3 separate regions of the Mus musculus genome follow, and all the other regions are linked to region 3. The links are chromatin contacts, called in public HiChIP or PLAC-seq maps. All regions are on one chromosome and are shown on one strand. The core of a region is the stretch at or near the end of the contact, and the rest is flanking DNA. Distances in the headings are between cores, read along the strand shown. Region 1 overlaps Dzip1 (DAZ interacting protein 1). Region 2 holds the start of Abcc4 (ATP-binding cassette, sub-family C (CFTR/MRP), member 4). Region 3 has its middle 7.7 kb from the start of Gm31633.

Region 1 (3,173 bases), core at 532-3,031, 810 kb before region 3:
AAAGGCCCAGACCGACAGGCTCCAGAAGGAGATTGACATGTTGAAGGAACAGCTGCAGCTCACTAGGTCTCAGCTGGAGTCTGCACAGCACTCTCATGCAGTTCGCTTCTCTAAGGTGGGACACAGGGCTCTGTCCTGGAGATGGTGCAATGACAAGTACTTTAATGCAGGGAAAGAGGCATGCTGGCTTCATGGTGTGTGTGTGTGTGTGTCAGTGTGTATGTGTCAGTGTGTGTGTGTGTGTGTGTGTGTCAGTGTGTGTGTGTCAGTGTGTGTCAATGTGTCTGTGTCAGTGTGTGTGTCAGTGTGTGTCTATGTCAGTGTGTGTGTGTCAGTGTGTGTCAATGTGTCTGTGTCAGTGTGTGTCTATGTCAGTGTGTGTCAGTGTGTGTCTATGTCAGTGTGTGTCAACGTGTCTGTGTCATTGTGTGTGTCAGTGTGTGTCAGCATGTGTGTATGAGAGAGAGTGTGTGTGTATCGTCTGTGTATGATATATGTGTGTATTGAGCATGATATGTGTTGCATGTATGTATGCATACTCGTATGGGCTGGAGTCCTTATTCCTTTGAGACAATATCTCTCACTGAACCTGGTTAAGGCTGAATGCCCTCAGGCCTCAGCAGTGCTCCTGTTTGTGACTCGCACAGCACAGGGTTGTAAGCTCGTATGGGGCCATGCTGGGTGTATACATTGGTGTTGGGGATTTGACCTCAGATCCTCACGCTTCTGCAGCAAGCACTGTTAACCACCAAGCCGGAGCGCCAGGCTCCAAATGTGGTTTGTTTGTTTCTGTTTACTTGCATTTATTTATTGAGCACATGTATGTGGGCGTGGGTGTGTTCTTTACCCACTGAGCCATCTGCCTGCTCCCCATCTGTGCTTTGGTAGGGAAGAATCACTGTGTATAGGCCAGTGGCTTTGGAGAGTGTTACTACAGGTCTAATTCACAGAAGAAATACTAACAGATTTGGGGTGAAGCTATGATTTGTTTAAAAAATTTGCACATGTGTTATATCCAGAGCCCCTAGTGACATAATGCTAAAATAATTTCAGGACTATGAAATGCAGAAATCAAAAGAGGAAGACTTTCTGAAGCTGTTTGACAGATGGAAAGAGGAGGAGAAGGAGAAGTTACTCGAGGAGATGGAGAAGGTCAAGGGGATGTTTATGAGGGAATTTAAAGAGTTAACTTCTAAGAACTCAGCATTAGAATATGTAAGTATGCAACCTAGACGTCTTCATAGGATCGCTTGCTTTAAGATGGGTGTTAGCATGGCATCATAGCCAGGGGTCAGGTCGTTTACATGCCAAGTATACACCACCCCTCCTCCCCGGGCATCCCAGGTCGCAAGAGGCGCTGAGGAGGTAGAGCAGGTGAGCGAGACTGTTTTGTTGTGAGTGGGTGGTCTGTCCCCAGACCCTAGAACAGAACCCCTGTGGGTGTATCTGTTCCACCCAAGAGGAAACTTCCTCACCTGGTTAGGTTTAAATAGCCTTAAACCACAAACCCTTGAACGAATTCTAGAATGTTCCAAGTAGTGGGTGGAAAGGCTGATACAGATCACCAAGGCAGCAGAAGAGGAAGAGTATTTGCTAGCCCTCTCCTCGGTCCACACCTGACCTTTGAGGAGGATCGGGTCTCTAAAGTAAGCAGGAACCGGCAAGGGGGCCCTGTGCCGTGTGGGAACAGCTGTGGTCCACAGACACCTCCACATCCTCTGTGCTGATCCAGTTCCTGAGGAGAAAAGGAGGGAAATGAGGTCGATCCTTGGGCTCCCTCTAGGGGCGGACGAGTTTCAGAAGCAAAACTAAACACAACACCAGAATCCTTTTATTTATTTTCCTTTCCTGCTCAGGATCTCGTCCAAGACGCCATGTTACAGTGGGTCATTCCGACTCCTTAGGCTTTTCTGTGGCCGGGGATAGTTTGTCAGCCTTGTTGTTGTGGAAGCTAAAGATCTGAAGTGCGGGTTGTTTGTATGGCAAGTCCCGTTGCTGGGGTTCATCTGACTAGTGACAGGGTAACGTGATTAGTCAGCGTTTCTGTGGAGTGGATCTCGGAGACAGTGTGTCGCTTCGTCGAATTGTACCAAGGTCACACATGGTCTCCGTGGTCTAAGGCTTTCACTTTGGCCTTGCCACCCGGAGCTGTAGTATTGGTAGGAAGGAACTTCTGTACGGAGAAGTTTCTTTGCACTTTCAGCGGTTGCAGTGAACGGACAACGAAGTAGTGGTATAATGTCCGTGATGTTAACTTTATCGCCTGTTGTTGTCTGAGATTTTTTTTTCCATAATTAACTTTAGGGAAATTAAAACATTTATATCCCTGGTGGATTTACTGGTATGGCCTCTGGGCAGTGTTCGTCTTCTATTGCAATATCGTAACTTCTCAGAAGTGTCACAGGCGTGGTGATACACCCCTGCAATCCAGCACTGGGAGGCTGAGGCGGGGTCAGCCAGAGTTCAAGTCCAGTTGGGCCAAGGCAGCAAGATCTGCCTTAAAAAAAATAAACAGAAAGAGGAGATATACCCAGTTCCTCTCACAGATGTTTCTGTCAAGAATTTAAAGACCCATCGTCAGAGGTCAGAGGTTGGCTTGGGGAGTGGGTGAGGGGGCAGAGAGATGGCCAGCGAGTAAAGCAGCTGTGTGCAAGCCGGCTTCAGTCCGCTCTCAGTCCCTGAAATGCGCAGAAAGGCAGAAAGTGAGACTGGACTACGGTTGTCCTCTGACATGGACATGGGCATACCCTGGCTCCCAGTAACAAACCATTTTAAAAAAACATGAGTCTCCTTCCCATTTTTTCCACATTCTGGTGGAGATATCAAAGATCAGAGACTGGTAGAAAAAGAGCAAAGCGGAGGAGACAGGCAAGGGGTGTCCGGAGGGAGAGGGATGGCTGAACGCGGCTTTGTGCTTCTGGCTTCTTCGCTGTTGCCGTTAAGTCAATGTCTGACGTTTCTCTTGGTGATTCTTTTCATCCATAGCAGTTGTTAGAAATACAGAAGTCTAACATCCAGATCAAGTCCAACATAGGCACCTTAAGAGACGTTACTGAGCTGAGAGAAGACCATCTTCCGTGTCCCCAGGACTTCCAGAACATGCTACAGCTGCTTGACAGCCAGGTACAGCACGCGTGGTGACCGCGGCCACAACATGTAACATGTATCTAATT
Region 2 (3,010 bases), core at 237-2,736, 610 kb before region 3:
GCTGGCCTCGAACTCAGAAATCTGCCTGCCTCTGCCTCCCGAGTGCTGGGATTAAAAGCATGGGCCACCATGCCCGGCTTTTTTTTTTTTTTTTTTTTTTTTTAATTGTCAACCAGACACAACCTAGAGTCACCAGAAAATTAGGAACTTCAAGTAAAGAACTGCCCAGATGGGCTTGGCTGATGGCAGCTGTGAGAGAATGACCCATTGGAGATGGCATGAGGACCCAGCCCACTGCAGGCTGGAGTCAGCACCAACAGGCCAACAGGGTTGTTGTTGTTTCAGCTCTGGGCCCGACTTCTCTCCGTGATAGACTGTTTATTACCTGCAAGTGTAAGCCTGAAATAAACTCTTTCTTATCCAAGCTGCTTCTGGTCAGAGTATTTTCTCACAGCAAAAGGACCGGTGAAATTGTCACTAGGGCCATGAATTCGAAACCGCTCTTCTTTCCTTACCCAGCGCTGAAGTGAACCAAAGCAGCAGAGGCAGTTAACACGGCCACGCCAGAACCCTGGGCTTGTGAACACTAGTCCACGAGCCAGGACCCATACCTTCCTCACTGTGTCGGGGCACCCTGGCACTTCTTATGCCAGCTTGAGTACAAGTCAGATTTCATCATCACTAACCTTAAGATCTCGGACAAGCTAGATCTTTTGAGTCTGAATTTATTCAGTAAAATAGTAATAACCATTTCGAAAAGTAAATTAGAAGCGGAGTAGGCTTATAGAAAGGCACAGCAAGGTGTCCTGTAACATCGGTTCCCTTTGCCACGGATCCTCTGGGAGCCTCTCAGGGCTCCGTGAAAGAAACATGCCAGGCAGCGTATTATCTGATTTCCCTTACCTAATCTAAGAGGACAGCCAACTGCTTACACAGGTCCGCCATGCCAAGCAATGTAGGAAAGGTCAAGAAGCCGTCCGAAATGGTAGCACTCTATTCATCTCCCCAAATCCTTGTGTCCTAATATCGGGTGGCCTGACGGTCTTCACGGCTTTAAGGTCTGCAAAGGCAATCTGATAAACCTTGCTGTTGTTCCAGGTCCGACTCTTGGCCTGCAGGTGGAACAATCTCCCACAGCACCCTATTTGGTCCTGATGAGGGCAGCATGCCAGGGGACCGCAGGCAAAGCCAGGCGGCTTTCACCAGATCTCCAGGAGCGCAAAGCCTAGGGGGCGTTTCCGAGCGCGGGGGCGGGCACAGCCGGTACCGCCCCCGCCACCTTCAGGGTGGTGCTTGGGTGCTGATCTTAAACTTCGGCAAAGTTTGCAACGGGTCTCAAGCACGTGCGGCTTCCCCGCCCGGCTCCGCGTTCCCCGAGCCGCCCCCGGTCACCTGCGCGCGGTTGGTCTCTGTCGTTTCCCCAGCGGCCGTCCCCCTGCGCTCTCACGCGACACGCTTCTCCCAGGCTCGAGGAGGCGGCGGCGACAGCGCGTAGCGGGCGCCCCGAGGAGCCCCGAGAGGCGGGGTCAGGGCGGGCCGGCGCTTGGTTCCCGGAAGCCGCTGCTTGCCTGCGAGGCTCCGGCCGAGGCCGGAGCTCGAGCATCCTCACCCGCGCTTCCCGGAGCCGCCGCCCGGCCGCGCGCACCGCGGGCGAGATGCTGCCGGTGCACACCGAGGTGAAACCCAACCCGCTGCAGGACGCCAACCTCTGCTCGCGCGTGTTCTTCTGGTGAGTGCCGGGTCCGGGCCCGTTCCTCCGTCCACGAGATGCTCCGCGTCGGCTTAGCCGCGTGTCCGATGCTCAGCGCCGGTCCCTGATGGTCGGAGGATGCGTTTCCTGCACAGCCTTACACTCCGGGCTCCTTGTCGCGCGTGCGCCACGCGGCCTGCGGTCCCCGCCCGCACCCCACGCCCGTGCCGCTCTCCTCCAGGAGGGGCACGCGGGGACCGGTGGCAGACGCAGGTGGCGCCCACCCGAAACCGTGGGGATCCATGGGAGGTGCGGGGGTGCCCTGGAGGGCGGGCTCTGTATGCCCACCTTCGCTAGCTTCCCATCCCGGCTCAGGGCTTGCACAACTCCCTCACCCAAACTGCACCTCTTTATTTCTCTTTAAGCAGCAGTGAACAGATGGGCTTATCAAAAAGCAGCTGAAGTTAGAGTTCTGGGCGAACGCCAAACTCTGTTGTCCCCATGGCCTTCTGAAACACCTTACCAGACATCTTTCAGGTCCATTGATTGCCTGTGTGTGTGTGTGTGTGTGTGTGTGTGTGTGTGTAAGGAAGTTTAACTTCTAGGATCCCGTCTCTCCTTCTGGCCCCTCTGTGTGTGTCCTAGTACCTAAGTATGGCTGTGAGTTAAAAGGTCACTTTATTACGATGTTTTATTTAGTTACGAATGGGGACACTACTCTTGAGCAAGATCAACATGATGTTTTCCTCTTGACAGAAACGCAGCCATAGTGGAGTACATTTTCCCCTGTTAGATGGACTTTTCATTTCTGCCTTTGATGGCCATATCCCTCTTGGGAATGAGTTTCGGAAGCCTGTTGGGGGTCTTACCAAGATGTGTTCAGAGACAGGAGTCAAGGTTTCCATGCCTAAAACCACTGATGGGTTCCCTGATCTGGTCTCCGCCCCACCCCTCTTTTTGTAGGAAACAGGTGAAGAGGTTTAGATAGATGACATTCCTAAGTAGTTTTCCGCCTAGTAGCCTGGGCTGGCTAGTACACGCTTGGCTAACAAGAATAGTTTTTATTCCTTGACCTCCGCCATTTCATCTTCCTCACGTTCTAATGTTACCTTTTTAAAATGTGAAAACCTAGGGAGCTTCAGAGTCATTTACTACTGTTTTTAACTGCTGATGCAGTGTGTGCAGGATCCGATTTTGGACACTCGGTCAAGAGGAGCTTGCGGGAAGAAGGAATGTGGTGAAATGAATTTAAAAAAAAAATACATAACTCAGAGCGGGTGGGCTGTCTTGGTCTCCCGAGCTTTTGGCAATACACAGACCTCCTGATGATTTTCCTGTGAGCGGACTTTCAGAATGGAGGTGAAGCGAGAGCTGGGTGTG
Region 3 (2,929 bases), core at 223-2,722:
AGGGGCAGAGAGGCAGAGGCAGAGGCAGAGGCAGAGGCAGAGGCAGGGGCAGGGGCAGGGGCAGGGGCAGGGGCAGAGAGGCAGAGGCAGAGGCAGAGGCAGAGGCAGAGGCAGGGGCAGGGGCAGGGGCAGAGGCAGGGGCAGAGAGGCAGAGGCAGAGGCAGAGGCAGAGGCAGAGGCAGAGGCAGAGGCAGAGGCAGAGGCAGAGGCAGAGGCAGAGGCAGAGGCAGAGGCAGAGGCAGGGGCAGAGAGGCAGAGGCAGAGGCAGAGGCAGAGGCAGGGTCAGGGTCACGGTCAGGGTCAGGGGCAGGGTCAGGGTCAGGGGCAGGGGCAGGGGCAGGGGCAGAGAGGCAGAGGCAGAGGCAGAGGCAGAGGCAGGGGCAGAGAGGCAGAGAGGCAGAGGCAGAGGCAGAGGCAGAGGCAGGGTCAGGGTCAGGGTCAGGGTCAGGGTCAGGGTCAGGGGCAGGGGCAGGGGCAGGGGCAGAGGCAGAGGCAGAGGCAGAGGCAGAGGCAGAGGCAGAGGCAGAGGCAGAGGCAGAGGCAGAGGCAGAGGCAGAGGCAGAGGAGGCAGGCAGAGAAGGCAGGCAGATCTCTGAGTTTGAGGTCAGCCTGGTATGTATAGAGAGAAAGTTCCTGTCCCAGCCAGTCAAAGCTGCATAAAGAGTCCCCGTCTCAAAAGAAAAGAAAAATAATATGACAATTTACCTTTAAATATTTCAGCACTGGTCTCCTACAAGCTACCATGTTTTATATCGAGAATGACATTTTCACATTTAAAAGTACTAAGTATTTTCACACTCTTTAATAACATATTCAGTCTCCCTGTAAGTTTTGTCCCCACACCTAGCTTTAGTAAAGGCCCTTATCTTACTATTGCTAGCTCTCCCTCGGTCTCCTCATAGACCAAGCTGACCTCACACTTGCTTTGTACCTGATGACCTTGAACTTCTGATCTTCCTGCTTCCATCCCTTGCCTGAACCACCAAGGTTTAGTTTTGTGTGATGCTGAAGATTAAACCCAGGGCTTTGAGCATGCTGGCCAGAATTCTACCAAGTAAACTGCACCCTATACTACATATCCCTATCCCTCCTAGCATGTTTGTAGTCCGATAAATACAGCTTTTTAATACATGTGTCTGATATGGACTATCTCTTCATATTTTTGGTGTTCTTTTCTAAATTGGCATCTTGCAGACCACAGATATCTTAGAGGATATAAAATACTCTTGTTTGTACCTGGTTATTCCTTCCTTCATGGTACTGGTAACTGGTTTGTCCAGTTTCTGTATTTTCATTCTACATTAGCAAGAGCTTTCCACGAGTGTCAGCTTTCCAATGCTGTGAAGCAGATCAGAGGAGGGGAGGTTTGTCTGAGCTCACGATTCTGAGGTTTTGATAGCTGTTCCATTGACCATACTGCTCCTGGGCCAGTGGCAAGGCAAGTCTCTGTGGTGTACTATGTGACAAGAGAGGCTGGTTGCCTCACAGTGACTCACTCAGAGGGAACTGGTAGCTCTTATCTCCTTGAAGGACACACCCCCAGTGACCTAACTTCCTTTATCCAGGACTCACTTCCTAAGTTTCTACCATCCCCCTATAGCATTTCTACCATCCCCCTATAGCATTTCTACCATCCCCCTATAGCATTTCTACCATCCCCCTATAGCATCATATGATGTGGACAACCAAGCCTTTGACTCATGGGCTGCAGCACTGGAGATTCAAGCTTTGACAATGGGTGGCACTGTCCATATATACGTGTGTGTAAATACATATGCATATGCATATACATACACATACACATACACATATACATGATCCCCATTTACTTATTTAGACCTTACTTTAAAAACTAATCTTTTTTTAATTCACAGGCCTATATATATATGTATATATATATATATATATATATTATAAATTTGTGTATATTAATTATATGTAATGATGGATTTCATTATGGCATTTTGATGGTCCAATTAATATTCACAAATGTACAACCTTGTTACCCTGTCTTGTCCCCACCCAGCTCTGCTAACAACTCTCCCTTTCCAAACTAGCTCCATAGAGAGAGTGGGGGAGGGCAAGATCCAGAGAAAGACATAATGAGCTTCATTAAGGTTGTCTACAGGAGTGTGGGTGGGTGAATGTTTTGTTTTTGTTTTTGTTTTCGGTTTTGTTTTTACAGGGACACGGCATATTACCAGTGTTGTATCACAAAAGAATTGTCTCTCCCTCATGATCCATTAACCACACCCAAAACCTCAGGGAGAAGTTCAGCCCATGATGGATCCAGATTTTTTTATTAGATATTTTTTTAATTTACAATTTAAATGTTATCATCTTTCCTGGTTTCCCCTCTGAGAACCCCCTATCCTCCCCCCCCCCCCCCCCCGCCTCGTGCTCCCAACCCCACCCACTCCTGTTTCCTGGTCCTGGCATTCCCCTATACTGGGGCATAGAACCTTCACTGGACCAAGGGCCTCTCCTCCCATTGATGACAGACAAGGCCACCCTCTGCTACATATGCAGCTAGAGATAGGAGTCCCACCATGTGTTTTCTTTGATTGGTGGTTTAGTTCCAGGAAGCTCTGGGGGTACTGGTTAGTTCATATTGTTGTTCCTCCTATGGGGCTGCAAACCCCTTCAGCTCTTTGGGACCTTTCTCTAACTCCTTCATTGGGGACCCTGTGCTCCATCCAATAGATGGCTGTGAGCATCCACTTCTGTATTAGTCAGGCACTGGAAGAGACTCTCAGGAGACAACTATATCAGGCTCCTGTCAGCAAGCTCTTGTTGGCATCTGCAATAGTGTCTGGGTTTGGTGGTTGTTTATGGGATGGATCCCCGGGTGGGGCAGTCTCTGCATGGTCATTCCTTCAGTCTCTGCTTCACACTTTGTCTCTGTAACTCCTTCCATGGGTATTTTGAT

What was found. HiChIP or PLAC-seq counts read pairs in DNA pulled down with a chosen protein or histone mark.
Region 1: a contact with region 3 is called in an H3K4me3 HiChIP or PLAC-seq map of bone marrow-derived macrophages, with 6 times the contacts expected there. The contact joins two enhancer-like sites. A contact is called at or near these places in 5 of 115 datasets of contacts at active chromatin or transcription factors (bone marrow-derived macrophages, embryonic stem cells, microglia and 2 more) and 1 of 9 other capture datasets (macrophages).
Region 2: an H3K4me3 HiChIP or PLAC-seq map of bone marrow-derived macrophages shows a contact between it and region 3, with 4 times the contacts expected there. The contact joins the promoter of Abcc4 here to the enhancer-like site in region 3. A contact is called at or near these places in 1 of 39 promoter capture datasets (cranial neural crest), 1 of 484 Hi-C or Micro-C datasets (CD4 T cells), 6 of 115 datasets of contacts at active chromatin or transcription factors (astrocytes, bone marrow-derived macrophages, craniofacial prominence and 3 more) and 1 of 9 other capture datasets (embryonic stem cells).

The regions. Positions count from the first base shown.
Region 1 is chr14:118,909,384-118,912,556 of GRCm38.p6, reverse strand. Dzip1 (DAZ interacting protein 1) reads left to right here. Exons shown (of 22, transcript NM_025943.3): 6 at 1-115; 7 at 1,054-1,215; 8 at 2,986-3,123. Among named protein-coding and RNA genes, the nearest start is that of Dzip1, 14 kb to the left of the region's middle. Within about 2 kb of position 1,781, at least 82 of the 459 cell types and tissues checked have an H3K27ac peak or open chromatin away from gene starts, as enhancers often do. A contact at or near this core is called in bone marrow-derived macrophages, where this site is marked.
Region 2 is chr14:118,704,695-118,707,704 of GRCm38.p6, reverse strand. Abcc4 (ATP-binding cassette, sub-family C (CFTR/MRP), member 4) reads left to right here and starts at 1,486. Exons shown (of 31, transcript NM_001033336.3): 1 at 1,486-1,669. The coding sequence starts at 1,596.
Region 3 is chr14:118,097,019-118,099,947 of GRCm38.p6, reverse strand. No RefSeq gene overlaps it. Among named protein-coding and RNA genes, the nearest start is that of Gm31633, 7.7 kb to the right of the region's middle. Within about 2 kb of position 1,472, at least 34 of the 459 cell types and tissues checked have an H3K27ac peak or open chromatin away from gene starts, as enhancers often do. A contact at or near this core is called in bone marrow-derived macrophages, where this site is marked.